2 separate regions of the Mus musculus genome follow, and region 2 is linked to region 1. A link is a contact called in public promoter capture Hi-C data. All regions are on one chromosome and are shown on one strand. The core of a region is the stretch at or near the end of the contact, and the rest is flanking DNA. Distances in the headings are between cores, read along the strand shown. Region 1 overlaps L3mbtl1 (L3MBTL1 histone methyl-lysine binding protein). Region 2 holds the start of Ift52 (intraflagellar transport 52).

Region 1 (6,089 bases), core at 403-2,902:
AGTCCAGACAGACTCCTACTTCTAGAACATTCTGACCAACACAGAGTAAACGCATTAAGCTCTTTCTCCCTGGAATGGCTTTTTTTTTTCTCTCATTTGCTTAGGGGTTTGGTTTGGTTTGGTTTGGTTTGGTTTGGTTTGGTTTGATTTTGGTACTTGGAGTTAAGCCCCCAGCTTCTTGCATGCTAAAACAGTCCTTTATCACTGCTCAGTAGCGATGTCCACCACCCACCCACTCCAGATGACCGAGGTGAATAGCCAATGCCACCATTTTATGAAACACGTGGACTTGAGTCCACTTCCATCAAGACAGAATATCCCCATCATACCAGAAAGTTCTGCCTCAGCCTCTTCTGGTCGGGCCTCACCCCAAAACATAACCACTGTAGATCGTCATATTTTTTTTAGCACTGTGGATTTATAGATTGGCTTTGCCTGTTCTTGAACTGTGTGCGCGGGATCAGACAGCGGTGCTCTGTGGGTCTCTCTTCGTTCCCTGTAGTGCTGTGACGTGCTGCATACACTCAGAGTTTTTCTCCACTTGATGCTCAGGGGGCAGCTCTCCTGTCCATGGACATTTAAAGGTTTCCCTCTCAGTCCCATGCCTCACAAACCCCTTGCCCTGCCTTCTCCCCCCTTCTCCCTCCCCATAGCTGGCTTTGGGGACTGGAATACACACTTCTCAGCCTTTCACACACTGGCTCCATCTGTCTGGGGATGAGGCAGCTGGAAGTAAATTGCAGACCTCACGGTCTTTCACCTCTGACCACTGTGACTCGTGACTTTTTAAAACAACGCTGTTATTGCGAAAGCAAGCAATCAGTACTAGCTTCTCTGACCTACCGACCAAGCCCTGCCCTTCCCCACATTTCTTGTCACCTCAGAACGTTTTTTAAAAAATCGTTCTTGAGCCAAATAAGGCCCATATAAATTATTTCAGGTGTTTTGTAGCCCTTCAATATCTCCTGTTCTAGGAGAGTATTCTCTTTTTTTTATTAGGTATTTTCCTCGTTTACATTTTCAATGCTATGAGAGTATTCTCTTATCTTGTCTCTCACTCTCTTTTTTTTTCCTTGTGATATATATTTTTTTAAAAAGTCTCGGAGTCAGGACCAGCAAGTTGGCTAATAAGCTGGTAAAGGTGCCTGACACCAAGCTTGAAGACCTGAGTTTGATCCCTAAAACTCCCATGATGGAAGGAGAGCGCTGACTCCTGGAAATTGCCCTCTGGCCTCCACACACGTGTAGTAATGTGCACACATTCAACACCAACACTCACATCCGTACATACACAAAGTAAATAACTTTAATAGAAGAAGGCTTACAACTAAAAATCAGATCCAAAAGCTTGTTTACATTGGAGTGTTCTCCATCTCTCTGATTTGGGGGGCAGGAATAGGTCAGAGGTTACAGTGAACCCCATGCGATAGCCCTCAAAATCCCCAGCTTGCTGTTAGTCGCCCTGAGCTTGACAGGTGGGTCCCCACAGGCAGCTGTGGGGTTTCTGTTGTCTTTGTTTTTGTTTGTCTTTGCTCTCTTTTGGCTTCGGGCGGTTCACAAATGCTAGATCCCACGCGTAGATATGGAAGCTGTTGCCCCGGTTACAAAGTGAGTCCAGGCAGTGTTTTTAAAGCTGATGACTAATGAGTGAAGCCGCTCAGACCAGGAGCCAGGATTGCTCCTGAGACGGGCGAGCGTGCAGTCTGTGCAACAATATCCTGGGGCCCTGTGCTTAGAAGGACCTGGCAGCTGGCTTGGTGCTCTGCTGCCACTATTTTGAAATTCTTGCAAACTTTCAAACAAGAAGCTCCGAGTTGTCGTTTGGTAGCAAGCCCCACAACTGTGTCAGCAGCAACTGTTTTCTCGAAGCTACTGTCTGTAAGGGCTCCAAAGACGCTTTTCCAGTGTACATGTCTGACACAGAGCAGTCAGCAGAAAGACAAAGAAAAGCTGAATGTGTGTGGTGCGGGGGACCAGGCTTCTTGCGTTCCTTCTCCGCCCCCATTGTTGTCTTCCTTCTCTCCTTTTTCCCTCCCTTGTCTTTTCTTTTTGCCCTCCCTCCCTTCCCTACCCACCACATGCCCTTTCTCCCCTCCCCCTACTTCCCACCATATCTGCCCCTACCTTCCTTTCACCTCACCCCCACCACCACACCTGACCTCCCCCCCCCATACCTTCCCCCCCCATCTCCTTCTCACTCTCCCACCCCCTCAGATGATTGACGGCGAGGCCTTCCTTTTGCTGACACAGGCGGACATTGTGAAGATCATGAGTGTCAAGCTAGGCCCAGCCTTGAAGATCTATAACGCCATTCTCATGTTCAAAAACACTGACGATGCCTTTAAGTGACTGGTTGGGGGCGGGGAAGTGGGGGCTCCTCCCATCCTCGCGGGGCTCCCTCTGCAAATGGTGCTTCTCTCCCAACTTGAGTTCTGCACCCCTGCCCTCACTGTCTGACTAGATGTGCGGGAGCAGAGGAGCCTGGGGAAGCAGGTCTCAGCCCTCGGTCCTAGAGTTCAGTTGCCCCGGGGAAGGTGTGACTAAACCGAGACCTGACTGATATAAGGGCCGCAGGTATCCTGGCTGGGGTAGCCTACAGCTTTAGCCACCTTGGTTATTGTCTTAGGAATTAGGAGGAGCTAGGTAGGGTAGGCATCCTCTATTCAGACCTATGTCGCTTTTTGGCATCTCTATGTCCTTTCTCCTCCTTGGCCCATCTCCTCCTACGAAGAACTGGCCATGACCTTGGTGTGCACATTTTACACATGATAGGCGCCTCCCTCCCTGTCCGCTGTTGGCTGTATACCCTTGCTCCCCGTTCATGGTCCAGCCAGGCCCCATGGCTCTCTTCCCCCATAGATGCTTAAGACTCAGAAATATGGGAGCATCTTACTAGGAGCCTCTGGCTGTCTTCTCCCTTTTGCCTCTAGGCAGAGATTGAGAGCCCAGGCACCACCTTCCTGAACACGTTCAGTTCAAGATCACTCGGCGTTGAAGTGGGCAGTACGGAGTGAGCAGATGGTTAGAGCCCATGTCCTAACAAGCAGGGCCTAAGTTCCCTGCTGCTGTCTCTATTGGGTGTGGGGGGAGATGAAGTCTGCCCTGGCAAGCGGTCCTGACTAGGACGTCAGACACACTGGAGGCTTTGACTAGCTCCAGAAAGCGTGATGGCTGTATCATTTTCTCTGACTGTGGCTCTCAGCCAAGATAGTGCACATGAGGGAGAGGCCCCTGCCAGCCCAGCCTCCTGCCAGGAGGGTGTAGCACTGGCTAGCACACAACCACTATGGCATCACATTCACTCTGTCCCTTAAACATTTCTCATTCTGCTCTCGAGTCTAAGGAAAGCCGCTTATGGTGGAGTTGGAAAGGTCCCCTCTCCTGTCTCTGACCTCCCTGGCCCTTCTTGCCAGTCTCCAACAGTCTCTCACTGCCAGCTAGGTTCCTGCTGGGGCTCTGGAACTCGAACCTTTCTGTCCAAGTGGAGGTTCGGCCTCCACTCAATTACTGCCAAACCCACCTCCCAGCCTAAGTGGGGAGGGAACCCAGGAGGGAGCCGCCCCTCCAATAGGTGGGAGCATGTGCCAGGCTTCAGTTCATCTGGTGCTGAGGTGGACCTACAGGCTGAAGAGCAGGGTTGTCCCCCAGTCCAGTATACTTATAGGTTATGTGGTATGTGTCTTTCCGTGTGTGTGTGTGTGTGTGTGTGTGTGTGTGTGTGTGTGTGTGTGTGTATCTTTCCATGTGTGTGTGTACACACGTGTTGGTCACTCAGCAGTATCTGTCAGGTGCCGGTGTGAGGTGCAGAACTGGGGATATGAAGGGCTACTGTTAAGCTATGAGGCTTTATTATTTCCTCAGAAATGGGAAGCCAAAAAGTCCTGTTGATTTCCTGTTTCTGTGCTTTGGGGACCTCCCCTTCCTAGGCCAGACAGCTTCTGGGGGACAGCCAAGTGTCACCCAGCTAGCCTGGCAGAGGCTCAGGTTCCCTTTCCCTTTCAGCCCTCAGGGGTAACTTTCTGGGAGGACACTGGGCAAGGCCAGCCAAGCAGGGAGGGAGGGCTAGGTTGACCGATATGACATCACTGCCCCATTTGCTGGAAGTAAAGAGGAGCCGAACTCTCCAATTGTGATTGTCTGGGTTGCAGTGGAAAACTGCCACCACCTGGCCTTTAGTCCGCCCTACCACACACTGACTTGTCTGAGACGGCAGCAGATGTTCTGTGTTCTTGACTGGAGCTGTGAACCACACAGCTACCAACGAAAGGGACCTCACAGCTTTTGCCGTGCAGCTTTGCCAGTGATGGTTGCCTGTGGGAGAGACCAGACGGACTAACAGACAGCCTTGGAGAAGACGACTTGCAGCCTCCCAACTCTAGGCTACACACCCCTTCTGCACTAATATCAGAAACCAAATCTTAAAAAGTCAAAAGAAACATGCCTGCCAAGCATCCCCCCCACCTGTCCACCCCACTGGGTCCCCACTGCACCCGAGCCTGGGAGCACAGGCCATGGGTGGCTGTCTCTGGCACTTGTGCCCTGGTTTCTAGAAACAGGGACTACTTACATTTTGTCCCCAGCAGGCTTGTCCAGCCGCTGCCCAGCCCTGGCAGTGATGAACTTTGTTTAATTTCTGAGACAAAGAGAATGGTTCCGGAGTCTGAAAATGAAACCTGTTTGCACCTCCATTCACACGCACTGTGATGGTGTTACTTTTGTTTACTTGCTCTGTGTGTGTGTATGTGTGTGTGTGTGTGTCTGTGTGTGTCTGTGTGTGTGTGTGTGTATGTGTGTGTGTATGCTCTCAAGCATAAATTCTTAAAGAAAATCCTCTGGTTTAAGCTAAATTGACTCTTGAGAGAGGAAACGTTACAAAGAAAATATAGTATGATTTGTCTGTGTATTGAGACAAAATAAATAAATAAATAAATAAATAAATAATTGACTAGTCTGCATCCAGAGTCTGTTTTTCTTTTCGTGGTTGAAATGCCCAGAACACACAGGTGACATCAGTACTGCCATGTCTGAGGAGACTAACTCCTTCCCTCTGCTGCTTGGTAGGTCTTAGAGCACTGGTTCTCAGCCTGTGGGTCATGGCCCCTCTGGGGGCTGAATGACCCTTTCACAGGGGTTAGCCTAAGGCCCCTTGAAAACACAGATATTCACATTATGATTCATAACAGTAGCAACATTACAGTTAGGAAGTAGAGACGAAAATAATGTTAAGGCTGGGACTCACCACATGAGTCACGGCATTAGAAAGGGTGAGAACTACTGCCCTAGAGCAACTGAGTTTTATACTTTAAAAGACCTGGTTTATAAAAATGCAAATGTATTGAAAGGAGGAAGCTGAATGGAGACTACTGTAGAAAGGAGTCCTTGCTTAGAAACAGCTGACTAGGGATGTGTTCTCACAGCAGGCCACCGAGGAGGAGCACAGAGGCTTGAGGACGACACACCAGATGACACCTCAGGCTGACAGGGGCCCTTGGCACTGGTTTTGCAAGCAGAAGAGTTCTAAGTATGACGGGGTCGTGGAAACTTGCTCCAAGCTTCCAGAAAGCTGCCAAGGCCAGGCGGTGTGCTGTAGGGCCAGATTTTCCAGAAGGGGGCCTTGAGTGACCATTGTATGAATCGACAAGGGTGGACTCCAAGTTACAATGAAGACATCAAGATGTTTGAGATGCCAGGACTGTGGGGTGTCCACCAAGGAAAGCTGCAGGTCTGAAGTAGAGCTAGGCTAAGACAGGTTACCTGGGTCCCAGGCAGCAGAGCTGGAGATGTTGGGGTGCCGAAGGCTGAGAGCCCAGATGGTTCCACCAAGAGCTCCAGATGCCAGATAAGGAGCTTTGGGATTTGGTGTTAGCTGAGAGTGGGGGTTGTCTAGTAGAGGGCTTGCCTAGCACACAGGAAGCCCGAGGTTGATCCCCAGCACCTCGTGAACCAGGCCAGGGGATCTACCTCTCCAGTCCCAGCACTGGGAAGATGGAGACAGAAGGATGAGACACTGAGGCCATTTTGCTACATAGTGAGTTTGAGGTTAGTTCTCATGAAATGATATGGCTAAGGAAGAAAAGAAAAAGAAGGAA
Region 2 (6,433 bases), core at 2,122-4,621, 44 kb after region 1:
GGAGAGAGCCTCTTGGTATCTGAATTTATATTTCAGTGTATACATTGATGAAATGTAATAAGCCTGTCATGTGTTGTCTTTGGTTTGAGGTTGCTCTATGTGGACGGTGTCTTTGTTTCAGGTAATATTAAATGCACTGGATATTATTTGTTACTGGGTATGGTTGCCTCAACACCTTTCAATATTCAAGGAATTCTCTACTTTTGAGCCTCTGTTGGAGCAGAGTGGGGCGGGGGAGATGACTTCCATTTAGAATTGCAGGAAATGATAGATTCTGACTTCTTCATCCTTCTCTTAGCTTAAGTGAGACATTTGGTCCAGAGATGCATCTGTGCCATATCTGGGCCCAAGAATGGGTCTGTGAACTCCGAGTTCCTCCTGGAGAAGGGTCAACGGTGCAGACTGTAGCAGCCAGTCCCTAGAAGCCTCGAGCTTTCCTTTGAAGATTGCAGTCTTTTAACACACTCCCTTTTTACATAGCTGTCCAAAGTCAGCCTCAGAGCATGTCTCCTGGGCGAGTCGTAGAGCTGATGTTCCTGTCGGTTAGGGGTCTTCTTCCAATGACCCTAAGGGAATGATCACTTCCCCTTTTGTCAACGGAAGAGACAGGGTCAGAGAAACTTTGAGGCTTGAAGGCCACACCACTAACGGGCTGGAATGGTAATCTATATTTGACCTAGGACTCTACCTTGTAACCTTTGGACAGGTCTACTCCTCCCTTAGGCTCTTAGGGCCAAGAATTCTCCTCAAAGATGGGAATAGTGCACATGCCCTGAAAACCAGGGAGGCCGAAGATGTGTGGCTCTGGGAGTTCCAGGGCAGCCTGGTCTACAAAGTGAGTTCCAGGCAGTCAGGGAGATACAATGTGACCATATCTCAAAAATAAAAGTCTCTTAGAATAAAGCAAGAATTGTCTAGAATGAACCAGAAAGTGATCTAGAAGGGTCTTGACGAGACCTTCCCTCCTGATCTGGACCTGGTTATCAAGTTCATGTGCTTTACCGTAAGGACAGAGCTGATCTTGGAGGCCAGTATTCTGGCTAGCTATTAGGCTGTAGGTGTTCAGAATTCATCATTTCAGAAGGTAATGCTGACTAGCCAGACGTGGGCATGTGATGCATGTTCAAGACACTGCCCATGCGCTGTAGATTATTCTGTTTTACTTTAGTTTCTTTCCCACAAACTCCTGGCACACACTTCAGGGTAGCCTCATTAGCTGGCTGGTTTGGGGACAATGGGAGGACTTTTCTTTGAATCAGTGTATGCTGGTGATTTTTACTGACTTTCCCTCTATATTTGGTCCCACTCCTTTCCTCTCAGTTTTGTCCCCTTTGTCCCTTGCCCTAGGAATGAAGAGGGGAGGCAGGGCTCAGGGCTGGGACACATTAAAAACCAAAGAGAACACCTGCAACACTGTTCTATTGGAGATCAAAGCTCAGTCAAGAATTACTATTAAGCTTTGATACGGAAAGAAACTGGTTCTTATCTTTCCTAGTGTGGGTTAACTGCTAGAGGTGAGACACAAGGAGAGGACAAATCTTCCCTCTTACAGGAGGGTGACTGTCCGAAACCTGAACATGCTGCCAGAAGTCCACAATCAGCTGTTCTAAGATTGTAAAGTCACAGAATGCTTCACCAAGATAGAAAATGAACAAGTATACTATGAAACTGACATATATATATATATATATATATATACATATATATATATATATATATATGAATATCCCATTTCAAAATTTGTATTGATGGGGGCTGAAGAGATGGCTCAGAGGTTAAGAGCACTGGCTGCTCTTCCAGAGATCCTGCGTTCAATTCCCAGTAACCACATGGTAGGTCATAACAATATATAATGAGGTCTGGTACCCTCTTCTGGTGTGCAGTCATACATGTAGGCAGAACACTGTATACATAGTGTTCTAAAATATATCCTTTTGAAATTCGTATTTGGCCAGGCGATGGTGGCGCACACCTCCCAGCACTTGGGAGGCAGAGGTAGGCAGATTTCTGAGTCTGAGGCCAGCGTGGTCTACAAAGTGAGTTCCAGGACAGCCAGGGCTACACAGAGAAACCCTGTCTTGAAAAAAAACAAACAGAGCAAGAGAGAGAGAGAGAGAGAGAGAGAGAGAGAGAGAGAGAGAGAGAGATTGAGATTCATATTTGTATGTGTGTGTGTGCGCGCGCGCATAAACATGCCACAGAATACTTGTAGAGGTCAAGAGGACAATTTACAGAAATCGGTTCTCTACTTCGATTATGTGGGACTCGGGGATTTAACTCAGGATGTCAGGCTCAGCCTTTTTACCTGCTGAGCCATCTCAATTCAATCCATAATCCTCATAATAAACCTTTAGAATCTATCCTCAATTTACACGTAGAAAATGCTCCAATTAAGCAGCATGTTCAAGTTCACCAGATACAAGTCATTTCTCAGACACCGGACTTCGGAGCAGCTGACTCTAAAACCCTCAAGCTCCTTCTGCAACTTGGTACAGTGAGAGAACTGCTCCAGGAGCTGCTCCCGGTCTGGTGTCCTGGCACTTCTAGTACACTTACAGTACCGAATGATCCCGTGACTTGCCCAAGTCCAGATCCTGATCATTTGCATCCTTAATTGCACACTTGATCATTTGCATCCTTAATTGCACACTCTATTCAATTCTGCAGCACTCCACTAGAAAAGTTTCCTGGCTGAGACTTAACTCAATGGTACAGCTCACGATGTGGAAGGCTCTGGATTTGATCTTCAGTGGGAGAGAAGAGATCGTTCTCTTTCACACTCTTTCCCACTTTCTAAAATCGTCATAACCACAGTCGTGAAAAGTGCCTTAAAACTTGTGTATTTTAATATCCTTAACGCATACTGCTCTGTATTAAGACATAGATGAAAATAAAAACTGCTGAGCTTCCTACATGTGCCTGCTCCAAGTTTTGAGGCTGCAGAGGCTTTGACTACAAAGCCACAGACAGCCCTCTCTCAGTGAAGCCTCTGCGGAAGCAAGCGTGTTTCCCGTTTCCATGGCAACCGTTGGCCCAAGCCAGTACCTCTTCCCGAAACGCTTCCCCAGCTCCACAATAGTACTACATCTCCGGCGCGTCACCACTCCCTACCCCAGCTTCTACTTCTAAATTTTGGTAAGACCTGGCATTTTAGGTCTCCTGATCGCTACCCGGCAAGAGCCTGCCCGGAACCTGCGTCCAGGCCAGGCCGGGGCGTGGCTTGCCGCAGCAGTCCCCGCCCATAGGCAGGCCGGAATTCCCGGCCTGGGGACCTACCATCTTATTGGTCTTTAATAGCAGTTGCTAGCAAATGAACAATATAGGTTCCCTATTAAAAAGTGACTCCTTCAGTTTGGATACAGTCTTTACCGGGAAACGGGCCAGCCCAGCGCTAGCCCCGAACCCCTACCCAACAGCCCCCAGCGTCCGCAGCCACCAGACACAGCACGTCTGTCGCGCTGTCGTCATCACGCCACGACGGAAGTCACTCGGGGCCCGGAGCCACGCCTTCTCGGCGCGCGGCCTTGGATACCTGGCGGCCTCTGGCCTCAGGTAAGGAGAGGTCGGGTTGTGCGGGCCGCCAGGTCGTTGGTCTGGCTGGAGACGATGACGGCCTCGCCATGCCGCTCTGGAGACCCCTAGGCCAGCCTTGTGGGAATCCCGAGGTCGGCAGAGGTAAACTGAGGACGCGGAAGTGGGCTGGGAACTGGTCCTGGCGATGATGTAGAATTTCTAGCTCCTCGGACTGCGCGGATTTGTCGTAGTCCTGTAGAATATGAAAAAACCTAGGATGGGGAGCCATCAAATCAGACTCAGCTATCGTTGCAACCACGCTTGGTGTTTTTCGTCACTTTGGCAAAATTTAGTATACCATGTTAGATTATTGAAGAAAAAATAAGAGAATGGTTGGGCAGTGCTACCCAAATATTGTTTCAATATTCTTATTATTACCGATTTTTAAACCTTATCCTATTCTTAGGGAAACTCATTTCTAATTCTAATAGGACAGGACCCCAGATCTACTGCTCCTTCAGAAGGAGGTGGTGGGGTTAAACTACAGTAAACTGTTACCTCGAAGTGTATTCTTCCGTTAAGAGCAATTCAGTACTCAGAGAAGGGTATTCACTTTTCCCAGAAATCTGCTCCCACCCCAAATACGTCTCAAAAGCAGAAAAATATAAATCTCAGTACTGTGATGTTTGGGTTCTTTGTGGCACCGTGTAGTAATAGGTCAATATCACTAACATGATCGTTGTGACGTTCTAATCAGGAAACTGGAGAAGGCAGAGTACAGCATTGTAGGTACACAAAATGAAAACAAGCATGTTCAAGTACAGCTCTGTTAGCCGGCTGTGATGGCACACACCTTTAACCCCAGCTTGGTCTACAGAGAGAGTGACAGTGCTACACAGGAGGAACACTGTCTCGAAAAACCATAAATAAATAAACAAAGAAAGAAAGAAAACCGGCTGGTGAGATGGCTCAGTGGGTAAGAGCACCTGACTGCTCTTCCGAAGGTCCAGAGTTCAAATCCCAGCAACCACATGGTGGCTCACAACCATCCGTAACAAGATCTGACTCCCTCTTCTGGTGTGTCTGAAGACAGCTACAGTGTATTTACATATAATAAATAAATAAATCTTTAAAAAAAAAAAAGAAAGAAAACAAGCAAAAAAATAGCCGTGTCATGTGAAGTCAACATGACAAAATGTTTTCAATTTCATTGAAGGGGTTAAGGCTGCAGCTTAGTTAATAGACTGCCTGCATGAGACCCTGGGTGTCTGCCTGGTCCTCAGAACAGGGAAAAAAAAAAAAAAGTCATTTGAGAGGCAGCGGCATGGCGGCAATGTGCCTGTAATCCCAGCACCCAGGAAACTAAGGCAAGACATTAAAGAGTTCAAGGCCGTCCTCCACTGCACAGTGCATTAGAGGCGAACCTAGATTATAGGAGATTGTCTCAGAAGAAACAGTATATTGAAGGTCTCTCCTATCAGCTCTTAAAACATGGATTGGAATTGTGCAGTCGCCTAGTAATTTAGGTAAAAAACAATGGTACCCAATATGAGCATCAGAGTAGTTTCAAATGGACCAAAAATAGTTTATATATATATATATATTTCTTTTTTATTTACATTTGTTTGTTGTGTGTATGTGGTACTGAGTGCTCATGGAAGAGAAAGGACGTCATCCTATGGGTGTTTCAGGCTTGGGGGCAAAGTGTCTGCAACTACTGAGCCATCTCTTCAATCTACAAGTGGACGTAAATTTCAGTGTTAAAAAATTATATCATAGGGCTGAAGAAATGGCTCAGTAGTTATAAAAACACTGGCTGTTCTTCCAGAGGACCCAGCTTCAAATCCCAGTACCCAGTACACATGGCAGTTTACAACTTCTGTAACTGCAGGGATTGGACACCTTTATACACATAGACATACACTTTGGCAAAACACCAATGCACATAAAAAGAAAATACATAGCACGTTTGCCTGCACAAGACCTACAACAGATTGGGCCTGTCAACATTGTCTCGTGGAGGGGACAGGTCAGGAGGCCTTGCCCCTCCCTGAGACTCTGTGGGCACTTAAAAGTTGCTGGGACAGGGGAGACATTTTCTTCAATGGTAAGGCATCACCACACATTTCTCACATTCCCACAAGCAATCCAAACTATGGTTATTTAAAAAAAAAAAAAAAAAAAAAAAAAAAAAGACATGAAAGTAGAGGGAAACCTGTCTGGGAAGAAGGGAGTCAGTGAGCGGGCACAGGAGCTCATAGGGAGAGGGTGGTGCAAGTACCTTATGTGCATTCTCGGAATTATCACATTAATATATGCTAATACATTTGTTTGTTTGTTTGTTTGTTTGTTTCGAGACAGGGTTTCTCTGTGTATCTCTGGCTGTCCTGGAACTCACTCTGTAGACCTGGTTAGCCTCTAACTCAGAAATCCGCCTGCCTCTGCCTCCCAAGCGCTGGGATTAAAGGTGTGCGCCACCACCGCCCGGCCTAATAAAAATCTTAATAAAAAGGAGTTATATCACAAAAGCCCAAGAAAAAGACAAAATTGGATATACTTAAAAATCTTACCACAGGGAAAGCTCTTCTAAATGCATTGTGCCTTGCAGAATCCAGAATGAGAAACATTAATACTTTTGGATTTATAAAATGATTTATGACCTGCAAAATTAAGTCAAAAGTTAAGCAAAAATTAAGTTACCAGAAGCCACGACTAAAGGCAAATAAACTTTTGAAAAACTTTTTTGATGGCTGATTAGAAAAGTATATTCACTACTACTCAGGACGAAGATTAAGATTTTGCCAGGCGTGGTGGCGCACGCCTTTAATCCCAGCACTCGGGAGGCAGAGGCAGGCAGATTTCTGAGTTCGAGGCCAGCCTGGTCTACAAAGTGAGTTCCAGGACAGTCAGGGCTATACAG

Evidence for each region. Promoter capture Hi-C pulls out the DNA fragments that hold promoters and counts their contacts.
Region 2: a contact with region 1 is called in a promoter capture Hi-C map of liver. The contact joins the promoter of Ift52 here to the enhancer-like site in region 1. A contact is called at or near these places in 15 of 39 promoter capture datasets (the 3T3-L1 cell line, 3T3-L1-derived adipocytes, the HPC-7 cell line and 10 more), 24 of 484 Hi-C or Micro-C datasets (the AML12 cell line, the AtT-20 cell line, bone marrow-derived macrophages and 16 more), 5 of 115 datasets of contacts at active chromatin or transcription factors (the SCID.adh cell line, embryonic stem cells, stem cell-derived neural progenitor cells and 1 more) and 3 of 9 other capture datasets (adipose tissue, liver and pancreatic islet).

Annotation. Positions count from the first base shown.
Region 1 is chr2:162,972,174-162,978,262 of GRCm38.p6, forward strand. It overlaps L3mbtl1 (L3MBTL1 histone methyl-lysine binding protein), which reads left to right. Exons shown (of 23, transcript NM_001081338.2): 23 at 2,215-4,954. The coding sequence ends at 2,349. Among named protein-coding and RNA genes, the nearest start is that of Sgk2, 12 kb to the right of the region's middle. Within about 2 kb of position 1,653, at least 84 of the 459 cell types and tissues checked have an H3K27ac peak or open chromatin away from gene starts, as enhancers often do. A contact at or near this core is called in 3T3-L1-derived adipocytes, the AtT-20 cell line, brown adipocytes and 7 more, where this site is marked.
Region 2 is chr2:163,013,982-163,020,414 of GRCm38.p6, forward strand. Ift52 (intraflagellar transport 52) reads left to right here and starts at 3,372. Exons shown (of 13, transcript NM_172150.5): 1 at 3,372-3,552. Sgk2 (serum/glucocorticoid regulated kinase 2) reads left to right here. Exons shown (of 14, transcript NM_013731.3): 14 at 1-158.